Linked DNA regions of Mustela erminea: region 1 is linked to region 2. Evidence: chromatin contacts called from public Hi-C data. All regions are on one chromosome and are shown on one strand. The core of a region is the stretch at or near the end of the contact, and the rest is flanking DNA. Distances in the headings are between cores, read along the strand shown.

Region 1 (5,295 bases), core at 423-2,922, 130 kb after region 2:
AACTTTCTAGCACAGAGGCAGGCTGTGCAGGTGAATGCCATGGCCAGAAATATGGATTTTCCCTAAAGGCCAGAAGGTTGCAAATGCTGCATCAGAGCATGTATTGCCATAATTATAAACAACAAATGAGGTTAAAAATTAAAATTTTCCGTAAGTTTATTTCTGAGTAAAAGTTTTCCAAACTTTTAGAACCAATTATAAGGTAACATCTAATTCAGTTCCAGTCTTCATACTTATTGATTTTAAGCTTAACATGATGGTGAGTCACTATTTTCCTGCACAGTGCTATGTACACAGCTCCAGGGTGAATCTGAGACTGCCCTCTCACACACATACCAGTGCCCCCCCCAACCATGAAGGGCTTCTTGCAAGGGAGGGACATCATCCAGCATGACCACTGGAACAGAACACTGTTTTAGAGCAGAGTAGGGAGCAGAGTGGGGAGTGGGGTGGACCACTGGGGACTGGGCAGCAGTCTGGGTGCAAGAATAAACAAATGAGTGGGCGGTTACAAGCAATGGTAAAAAGCAGATGACTCCAAAGGCTCTTTGAGAGCCAGAACTGGAAATGAGAGTTCTGAAGTCTGACTGCAGGAGGAACAATTGTGGTTTTGATGGTGGGGAATGAGCACCTATCTGTACTGGGTACTACTTCCCATGTGTCTGCAAGTAGTAGAGTCAGCATTTGAATCCAGGTTTGTTCTCACAGCCTGTGCTCTTAACTTTCAGGTTTCAAGCCTGATAAACATAGGTCAAAAGTTTTGGAGGAAAGAATTTGAGTGAGTTTTGGACAGTTTACTTCCAGATCCCTTTTATTAAATTCAGAAACTGCTCGAGAGTCACAGCCATTCAACTGCCCTGTATCACCACCTTCCTCAGCACCAAGAGCATGACCTTAACGTTATGTGTGCCATCCCACAGTCAGCCCAGCCCGGGGTCCTTTCACAACATCCCACTTCCCAGTCCCAATCCCTATTCCCATAGGCACCATAATGAGGAGAGCCAGGATCCGACACAGCCTGCACCAGCTCGGACAATCTTTTCACGTTCTGCTGTCTCAGGGCAAAAGTGAGACTCAGGTCTTCCTCGGAGTCTACACGGCCCAGGGACACCCAGCCTGGGGGCAATCTGCAGGGTCAGAGGTCAGGAACATGGGCTTTGTTAGTGTGGGGATGGGAAATATTAATCATGGAAGGTTCAGGATTAGGGACTGAGACCTGGGGTAGGATCCCAGAGGCAGATACGGCTCACAGGAGGTGAATGATTGGGGACTCAGCCTGGGAACCTGGGGATAAGACTGTGGAGTGGGTACCAGGAGCTGGTAAGGGGTGAGGGAGTCTGGGCCAAGAGAGTGGGCACAGGACAGGGCCTAGGGAAGGGGGCAGTGTGTGCTAAGTCAACTCACGTCCGCTGCTGGTCCGGCTCCGGGCTGTAACTGCATTTGCCGGTGACGAAGAGGGCAAGGAGCCCTAGGAAGCTGCAGAGGCGGCAGGCGGGTTTCAGCGGGAGCCGGACTGCCACTGTATTCCCACCCTCCAACATAATCCCCTCCTCCCGGGGTCCCCTAATTTCTCACCAGGTTCGGAGTCTCATGCTGCCTTTCTGGAGATCCGCTGTCATGTGACAGATCACATGAGCCTTATATTCCACCACCACCACCACCACCACCACGTGGCTGCCCTGCTGGCTCCTCCTCCAAATGGGCGGGGCTGCGACTGGATCCTTCATCTGTGGCTCCCAGACCACTGGGTTCATACAGGGCTCCCCCTAGCTGCTAGAGGCCTGCTGGCACTCACCAAGGGGTATAGGGGAGCACTTACGAAAGGGGCTCTGGTGGGGCACCTGGGTGGCTCAGTGGGTTAAGAGGGAGCCTGCTTCCCCTCTCTCTCTGCTTACCTCTCTACCTACTTGAGATCTCTGTCAAATAAATACATAAAATCTTAAAAAAAAAAAAAAAGAAAGAAAAGAAAAGAAAGGTGATCTGGGGCACACAGACCTACAGACCGGGGTTCCTCCTTAGTTGTACGGTATCAAGAAAACCACCCAACTTCTCTAAGCCTAGGTTTCATTTAGAATATGGAAATGGTTAGATCTAAAGTGCTGTGCCTCGTGGGATTGCAGTGAACATTTACAGAGATAAAACAGGCACACTGCTCAGCAGAGAGCCTGGTGTGGCAAAGGCTTAAAAGATGTGAGCTTTTCTTACACGTGGATTCTCAGGCCTAGCTGGTTATCCCCAAGATCTTTCCTTACCCAGCCAATTCCTCTCTAGGTCACTGCCTCAAGGAAGCCCCTGCTGTCTGCCTTCCAACCCTTGTGAATGGGAAAGGCCAACTGCAGAGATGTGACCATCAGCCTCAGGCTTGGGCTCCCAGTGCTGTCCCCACCCTAGATGCCTCTGTGTCCACCACCCCTCCATGCCCCCTGAGGTGTCCACAGTGTATCAGTTGTCTTGCAATCATCCCCCATCCCCATGGCCCCCACAGAATACAGCCGGACACTGGATACAAACTGCAGTTTATTAAGGCTCCAGAGTGAGAATTGGCACTTGGTTCTGTGCAGGGGCAGGGGTGTCAATAGAACCCAAGAAAGCTGGGCCCAAACAAGTTGGAGGGACCTCGCCCATTCCCCTACCCCCCAATAAATAAAGTCTCAGCTCCACCTCAGGGTGCTGGTGCAGGGCAGGAAGCCCTCACTGAGGAGAACCCAGGGCTGCTGCCTCCTTATTTCTCCCCACATTGGACCTGTCCCCAGGTCAGTGCCCCCACAGAGCCTCTGTGGCACTGTGCTCTGACAGAGCTGGGTGAGACGTGGGACCTGCCCCCACTGGAGGGGTTCAGGATGGGAAGCTGGCCTCCCCCGTGGTCAGTCATGGTCCGAGGCTGCCAAGGGCAGGCTCAGATGGGGCCTGCATTGGGGACACTGTGCGCATCCCAGGTCGGGGCCCAGCCTGGGCCACAGCTAGATGTGCAGCTCTGTGTCATCAGGAGGCTCCAGGCCAGACTCTGCGCTGAGAGCTGAGGCTGAGGGACCCTGGGCTACCCCAAATGGTGAGACAACGGGTGACCGAGCAGCCAGAGGAGAGAGTGAAGGTGAGAAGCTGGGAGACATGGCAGCTGAGGATAGGGAGCCTTCATGGCTGATAGGGGAGCGGTGAGAGGCTGGTGGGAAGATGGCCCGGGTTGCTGCCGTGCTGGCTGGTTTCGGGGGCACAGACTTGGCTCCTGGGTGGGCCACAGCAGTGATGAGGGGCGGCGGGTCAATACGGGGAGCCGGGGGACATGGCCGAGTTTCATCCTTGAGCCGGGCAATCTCTGTGAAGACACTGGCCAGTGGCTGGAACTGAGGGCACCAACTCAGCAGGTAGTCCCAGTTATAGCTGCCACGGAGCTCCTCCTCACCAGCCACAATGGCTGTCAGTGCACCTGCCACACATGGCTTGCCATCTGCTGGGAAGCCATAGTCCCCGGTGGGTGCAGGGCTCAGGCCACAGCCCCCGAGGAAGGCTGTGGCAGTGGCTGGTGGGCCCTCTTCTCGGTACAGAGTGGCTCCTGTACCTGGCAGCAGCAGCCCTGCCTTGCGGCCCTTATACCAGGTGTCAGGGGCAGGTGGCTCACAGGATGTATCGCTCAGTCCATCTGCATCTTGCTGGATGCCAGAGTCTGGGCCACGGGCAGCCAAGGAAGAAGCCACACTGGCCACACGTGGGAATTCATTGATCATGCGGATCTCGTCATCCTCTGCAGCCTCTGCTGAGCCTCGGCCACTGGAGTGTGAAGGGTCTAAGGAGCCACCTCGGGGGTAGGGTCCTCCAGCTCCTGGCCCACCATAGCTGGGGAGTGTCTGGTGATAGAGGTGCTCTGAGGGCGGTGGGCTGGGTGGCTCTCGGCCTAGCTTCTGCAGAGAGCCACTGGCCAGGGGTGCTGCCTGTGACATTGGACCAGGTGCTGCCTCAGCCTTGCGGCTACGGGCCCGCACCAGCCCCAGGACCAAGGCTGCAAGCGCAAGCACCACCACAACTCCTAGGGAGGCCGCCACAGCCCCCACCAACAGTAGGTTGAGGTCGGGTGCCAGGCCTAGTGCAGTGTGGGTGATATCCACAGTCACAGGCACTGTGGCACTCCGGGAACCAGGTAGAGGCCCCCGTGCCACCACCTCCAGCCTCAGCTCCCGTGGTGCCTCACGCCGTGTCCGGCCTCCATTTCCAGAAGTGCCTGTTCCACTGCCTGGTGCCCGGCTGTCCACTCGAAGGTACAGGGCGCCTGTAGTCTGGTTGATACCAAAATAGGGGGAAGAGGTGGCAAGGGAGTAGAGCACCAGGCCATCAGCACCTCCATCCTCATCTGTGGCCTGCACATGACCCAGGCTATAGCCACGCCGGGCACCTTCGGGCACTTGGAAGTGGAAAGCTGGAGCCAGGAATACTGGGTCATACTCATCCTCCCCTGTCACCAGCACTGACACAGTGACAGAGGCTGAGAGATTCCCAGCATCGGCAGCACCCACCAGCAGCTGGAAGCTTCCAGTGTGCTCATAGTCAAAGGCCACTCGTGCCCGCAACTCCCCTGTTGAGCTGTTCAGTGCAAATGCCTCACGGCCCTCAGGTCCTGGCCCAGCCTCCAGCAGGCTGTAGTGGAGCCTCCCGAAAGCCCCAGCATCCCCATCAGTCGCATGCAGAGTGGTCACAAGAGTGCCTGGAGGCTGATTCTCTGCCAGGCTGGTGCTGAGCAAGCTCAACGGGAAGATGGGGCCATGGTCATTCACGTCCTGGACCTCGATGGTCACTGGTGCCAGAGCAAAGTGTACCCCAGCAGGGTCGGCAGCCTGCACTACAAGTTGATGTCGAACCTGGGTCTCACAGTCCAAGGGGCGGGCGAGTCGCAAGGCACCTGAGCTCTCATCCAGTTCGAAAAGGCCAGAAGGGTCGCCTGAGCTAACGGTGAAACGCACAAGGCCATGAGGGCCTGGGTCAGCGTCAGAGGCCTCCACATGCAGCAGCTCAGCGCCAACGGGTGTGTCCTCGGGAACTGCCATGCGGTATGATGCATAAGTGAAGACAGGGGGGTTGTCATTGACATCTAGCACAGTGACAGTCACAGGCACAGCTGAACTCCGAGGGGGCTGCCCCCGGTCAGCTGCAGCCACAGTTAAGTTGTACTGGGTTAAACTTTCAAAGTCTAGAGGCTCAAGCAACACCAGGCAGCCCAGTGCCCGGGGGCCTAGTCCACTACCTTCCTCACTCTCAGCCAGCCGGGGTTCCAGCTGGAAGACTCGGCCCCGGTTGCCACTGACGATG
Region 2 (4,530 bases), core at 1,683-4,182:
CAAGGGAGGGACTCTGATTAGGCTGAGCACTGATGCAGAGAAGGGTTACTTGTGAGGCATCTAGTGTGCCATCTCCCCCACCCCTCCAACTTCTGAACCTCTGTACAAACCCTTAGGCTGCCTCCACAGGTGAGTGCTGCTGGGGGTAGGGCTGGGCCTACCCTGGAGGGGTTCTCCCTCTGGGCTGCAGGAGGGAGGGAGGGAGGGAGGCTGAGGGCTGACTGCCTGGGAGGGCCCGGGCCCAGTCCCCCCACCCTCTTTGGCCTGACCAAGGCACCTGAAGCTCTGGGGACTTCTGGCTGAGATCAGCAAAGGCGTCACCTAGTGCATGCTGAGTCTGCAGCAGGCTGTAGAGGTGGGCTGTCAGTGCCCGGCCCAGCTGCAGGACACTTTCATACTTGCGCTTCGTCTCACGCAGCAACTCAATCTGCAGCTCCAGCTCCAGGTCCACAGTCCGGGAGCCTCGGCCAAATCGCTCTGATAACAGCTGCTTTGTGCACTGATTGGGAAGTGGGGGAACAGGTCAGAGACCCTAGCACCTTGCCCCTCCCCCCAACAGGTATTGACCCTAGCATCCCCACACTCCTAGCCTCGGCCATAGATGGGATAGTGGAATCTGGAATATGGGGTAAAGGTACCCAGGAAAAGTGTGGGAAAAGGGAAAAGTGCTTAAATCCCACCTTGTATGTGTTGATGCCCCATTTCTTGACGATGTCAAACTTCTCTCCAGCGATGCCCCGAGCCACCTCATCTCCAGGGCCAGCAGGAGTGGTACTGTGAGATGGATGGCGGCCAGACCCTAAAGAACCAAGTTCTCTGACACCAGCCTCTCTCAGATATAACCAGACATTTCTGTGGGTCCACCCATACCTCCTAGCCAACATTTCAATGACTTTACTGAAATAGCAGAAACTAGAGACAATGAGATTCTCCTACTCACTAGGAACAGAACTCATACCTTGTGCCCTGAGACCCAAATTCCAATATACATCTGGCCTCCTTCTGAGGTGGTGATAGGGACTGGGGTGTGGAAGGGAGTTGCTGGTGTACAGGGGCAGAGAAGATGGAAGAAAATATGCTAAGAATGGGGTGGCAGGTCAAGGATGGTGGCTCCTGATAATAAGAAACCTCACTGACATCCTCATGTGGAATCCGAGTCAGTGTGAGATTCAAGAATATTTGCTTCTCTAAACTTTAGAGTCTAAACCAAACTCTGAGAAGCTTCAGAGTTCCAAATCTGTCTCAAGCTCCAGAGAAGGGAGAATGTCTGTGAAACAGAGTTCTTTATGTGATTCGGGTAGTTGCAGCAGAGAAAGGAAAAATGGTCACATCTTAGGGGCTAAATGGCAAATGGGAGCAGCTGGACAACCCTGGGCTCTAGCCTTGGGCTCTAGCTAAGGACAGTCCATAGGTCTCATACTAGCAGAAGTTCCCAGTATCTCCAGACATACTTCAAGCTATCTTAGGCATACCCTATACTCCCCAAAACCATTACCCTACCCTCTCTCCAAACAAGTTTCCTGTCCTGTTCTGATCATTCATACCTGTGGGGATGAGTCCGTCACCAGAGCCCCCATAGCCACCAGACACAATGCTGGTTTCATTGAGGTTGGGTCCTGACACCATCACCTGCTGGAGGTCCTATAGGCCAGAGAAGAGGGGGGCTTCAGGAACATTGGGGCAGCTGAAGCATTTGGGGGGTGAGAACAAGCTTGGATTGAAGCATCACAGAGAGAGCACACAAGGGAAGTCTGCATAGAATCAGAATGAAGATTTGTAAAAAGATTGGCGGGAATTAGGTAAGTTAGGGGAAAACTAATGGAATGGGGTAAGAGCCCAGGGCTTATGATGTGGGATTCCTAAATTAAAACAATATGGAGAAGAATCAAACAGAAGCACCTGCTCCAGCCCATCATCCTCAGGAAGCTGCCCAGCTTCACCGTTCCCGTGGATGGGGATCTCCATTGTGGCTGCCTTCCCTAGGATCCCGTCCGTCATGGCTAGGGAGGGGACTGGAGTCAAAGTCTCCACCCCAGTGCCCTGCAAAGCCCAACACAAACAGTTCTGGAAACTGGCCAATACTCCAGAAAGAAAGGTCTCCCCCACCATTTCAGAGATTTTAGAAGTTGTCCCAAGACTGGAGTATTCTAGGGTTGGACCCCCACTCCTTTCTTCTTACGGATATGTATTTCTTCCCTCCAAGATGTGTTATCTTTCCACATGCACACCCAGGCCCCAGGTGTCTTCTCATGAACCCTCAACCCCATCAGGACTCAGGTGATCATTCATGCATTCAGTCATTCAACAGACATTTGATAAGTGCCTACTATGTGTCATGCATTATTTGAAGATAAGGTCTGTGCTGTCTTGGAACCTACCCCATGCAGCTGTTTCCCCCCACCAGATTAACCCCTTTCCAAGGCTCAGGAGCTTACTCCTCCCATTCGGGTATGTTCTCCATTGCTTGGCTTTTCACACTCCCTTAGTGTTTCTTCCCCTTTCCCTCAGGTGGTCTCCTCTTCTTCCATCCCATGCACCTCCTTTTCCTCGGGCCCTCCCCCCCAGGCCTTAGTTGAATCAGTTGGTGTATGTTCTCGGTCTCTGGGAAAAGCCTCTTTTTCCCAGAACATAGTGATCCCTTCCAAAGTCAGTTATGTCCCCCAGGTGTGTTAGTCCCCGCCCCCCCCCCCATACACCTGGGCATCAGGTGTGTCCTCATCCTTCCCCAAGGCTCAGTGGCATCTTCCCTTAGGGCAGGTTCGTGCGTTCAACTTCCCCTCGCCCAAGTATGTCCTTCTCACCTCCGGCCGGGCCGCTCTTCCCCTCAGGGCGCCAGGCCCGGGCCGCGCGGGGACCTCGGGCTCCAGTTCCCGTCGCGATCCTAGCAGCAGGTCAGGAACTCGGCGGAAGTGACGTCCCCTCCCGGGCAGAAGAAGCCGGCCACGTCGCAGATTATAAGGGCGGAAATGACGTTTAGCCGGGGCCTGGCGATCCTTGAGCCAACCCCCTCAGTCCCTGGGGAGCTGGGAGAGATCACTTCCGGGGCGTTACCGAGTGGCTGTAAGGAAGTGACGTATGAGAGCTGGTGGCGCGATGGAGCCACAGCAGCAGCAGCAGCAACTGAGGAACGTGAGTGGGTGCTAAGTCGCTGCAGGGCCATAGGTTCAGCTAGGATCCTTGCCCATTTGGCTGGACTTCGGAAGCCTGGGAACGTCGGGCTGTGGCGTGCGGTCCTGGGAAACTCGAGCAACGAGGCCTCCAGGAGCCCCCTCATTGCTGAGTTCTTTGTCCCCTTTTCTCCTAGTTGCGGGACTTCCTGTTGGTCTACAATCGGATGACCGAACTCTGCTTCCAGCGCTGCGTGCCCAGCCTGCACCACCGAGCTTTGGATGCTGAGGAGGTTAGGTGGGGAACTCTGTAGGGAGGTTCGCGGTAGACTGTTCCCAACCCCGACTTCCCTTGCCTCGGGCTCTGGCCTTTCCACGACCCATCTTGCCCCTAGGCTAGGGATGGGAAGGAAGGAGACGGATCCGACAGGACACCTTTGGCCTCTGCTTTACCCTGTCTTCTATCCAGGAAGCCTGTTTGCACAGCTGTGCTGGGAAGCTGATCCATTCCAACCACCGCCTCATGGCCGCTTATGTGCAGCTCATGCCTGCTCTGGTACAGCGCCGCATCGCAGACTACGAGGCTGCCTCACCTGGGCCAGGTGTTGCTGCTGAACAGTCCGGAACCTCACCATCAGGCAGCTAGCCCTCTCAACTCCAGGAAGGGAGGCACTGGATGGACCCTCAAGTTGAAGGAGCCAGTGGACCTTGGGCTGGATGCAGCCTGTATATAGAGTGAGGGGTTACCTGAGAGCTGGGTACTATTGCTCCTTTTCCCGGAGCCAATAAACCCGCTTTTACTCTCTTTGGTTTATGTCCTGGTCGGGGAAGGTTTGCCCATTTTATTGGCATCATCCTTTATTCTGTTAGCTTGCACATATCGGTTGGCTTCAGCCCTGGCAGTGGAGAAATTGCTGTCTGTGTGTAGAAGGAAAACCTCAACATTCCCAGGCACCTGGTTATAGCAAGGTCTGTGGGTTAAATTTTAATGTTAGTGACATCAACAGGAAGCTGGTTTCTGCCCAGATGGCAGAGAAAATGAGACCTCTTTCTAGCTCTCTTTCACTTAAACCTGTCTGACTTAAATGGCTCATTTGTGAGCCAGTGTGCAGTCATTCATAACTCTTTTTGTGGACTCTAAGGAATTCTGCTAGATGTAGGGAATGGAGGAGATAACTAAGGACAACAGATAAGAAATCACAGACAGGGTTTCTAGGCATTGCCTCCTGGAAACTCAGTAGCTCCAAAACAAAGATGAAACCTGTAAGAATTTTGGGGTGTTCTGGAACTTCAGCCATCTTCCCAAGTTGTTACTTTCTTACTATTTTCTGTCTACCCCAGGATGAGTGGTAAAGCCTTCACACAAAAGAAGATCTGTGTGCTTGTCTTCAGGAGAGTCAGAAAGGGGAAACTTGGAGGACCA

Evidence for each region. Hi-C and Micro-C count contacts between places; a contact is called where the count stands out from the background.
Region 1: a Hi-C map of spleen shows a contact between it and region 2, with 4 times the contacts expected there. The contact joins the promoter of TPP1 here to the promoter of ARFIP2 in region 2. A contact is called at or near these places in 2 of 3 Hi-C or Micro-C datasets (skeletal muscle and spleen).

Annotation. Positions count from the first base shown.
Region 1 is chr9:61,584,869-61,590,163 of mMusErm1.Pri, forward strand. TPP1 (tripeptidyl-peptidase 1) reads right to left here and starts at 1,673. Exons shown (of 13, transcript XM_032358915.1): 1 at 1,576-1,673; 2 at 1,405-1,476; 3 at 988-1,127. The coding sequence starts at 1,619. DCHS1 (protocadherin-16) reads right to left here. Exons shown (of 21, transcript XM_032358912.1): 21 at 2,505-5,295. The coding sequence ends at 2,961.
Region 2 is chr9:61,453,803-61,458,332 of mMusErm1.Pri, forward strand. ARFIP2 (arfaptin-2) reads right to left here and starts at 2,933. Exons shown (of 8, transcript XM_032358829.1): 1 at 2,802-2,933; 2 at 1,900-2,040; 3 at 1,545-1,641; 4 at 681-799; 5 at 278-499. The coding sequence starts at 1,998. It overlaps TIMM10B (mitochondrial import inner membrane translocase subunit Tim10 B), which reads left to right and starts at 3,032. Exons shown (of 3, transcript XM_032359139.1): 1 at 3,032-3,129; 2 at 3,305-3,400; 3 at 3,577-3,911. The coding sequence starts at 3,076. The coding sequence ends at 3,753.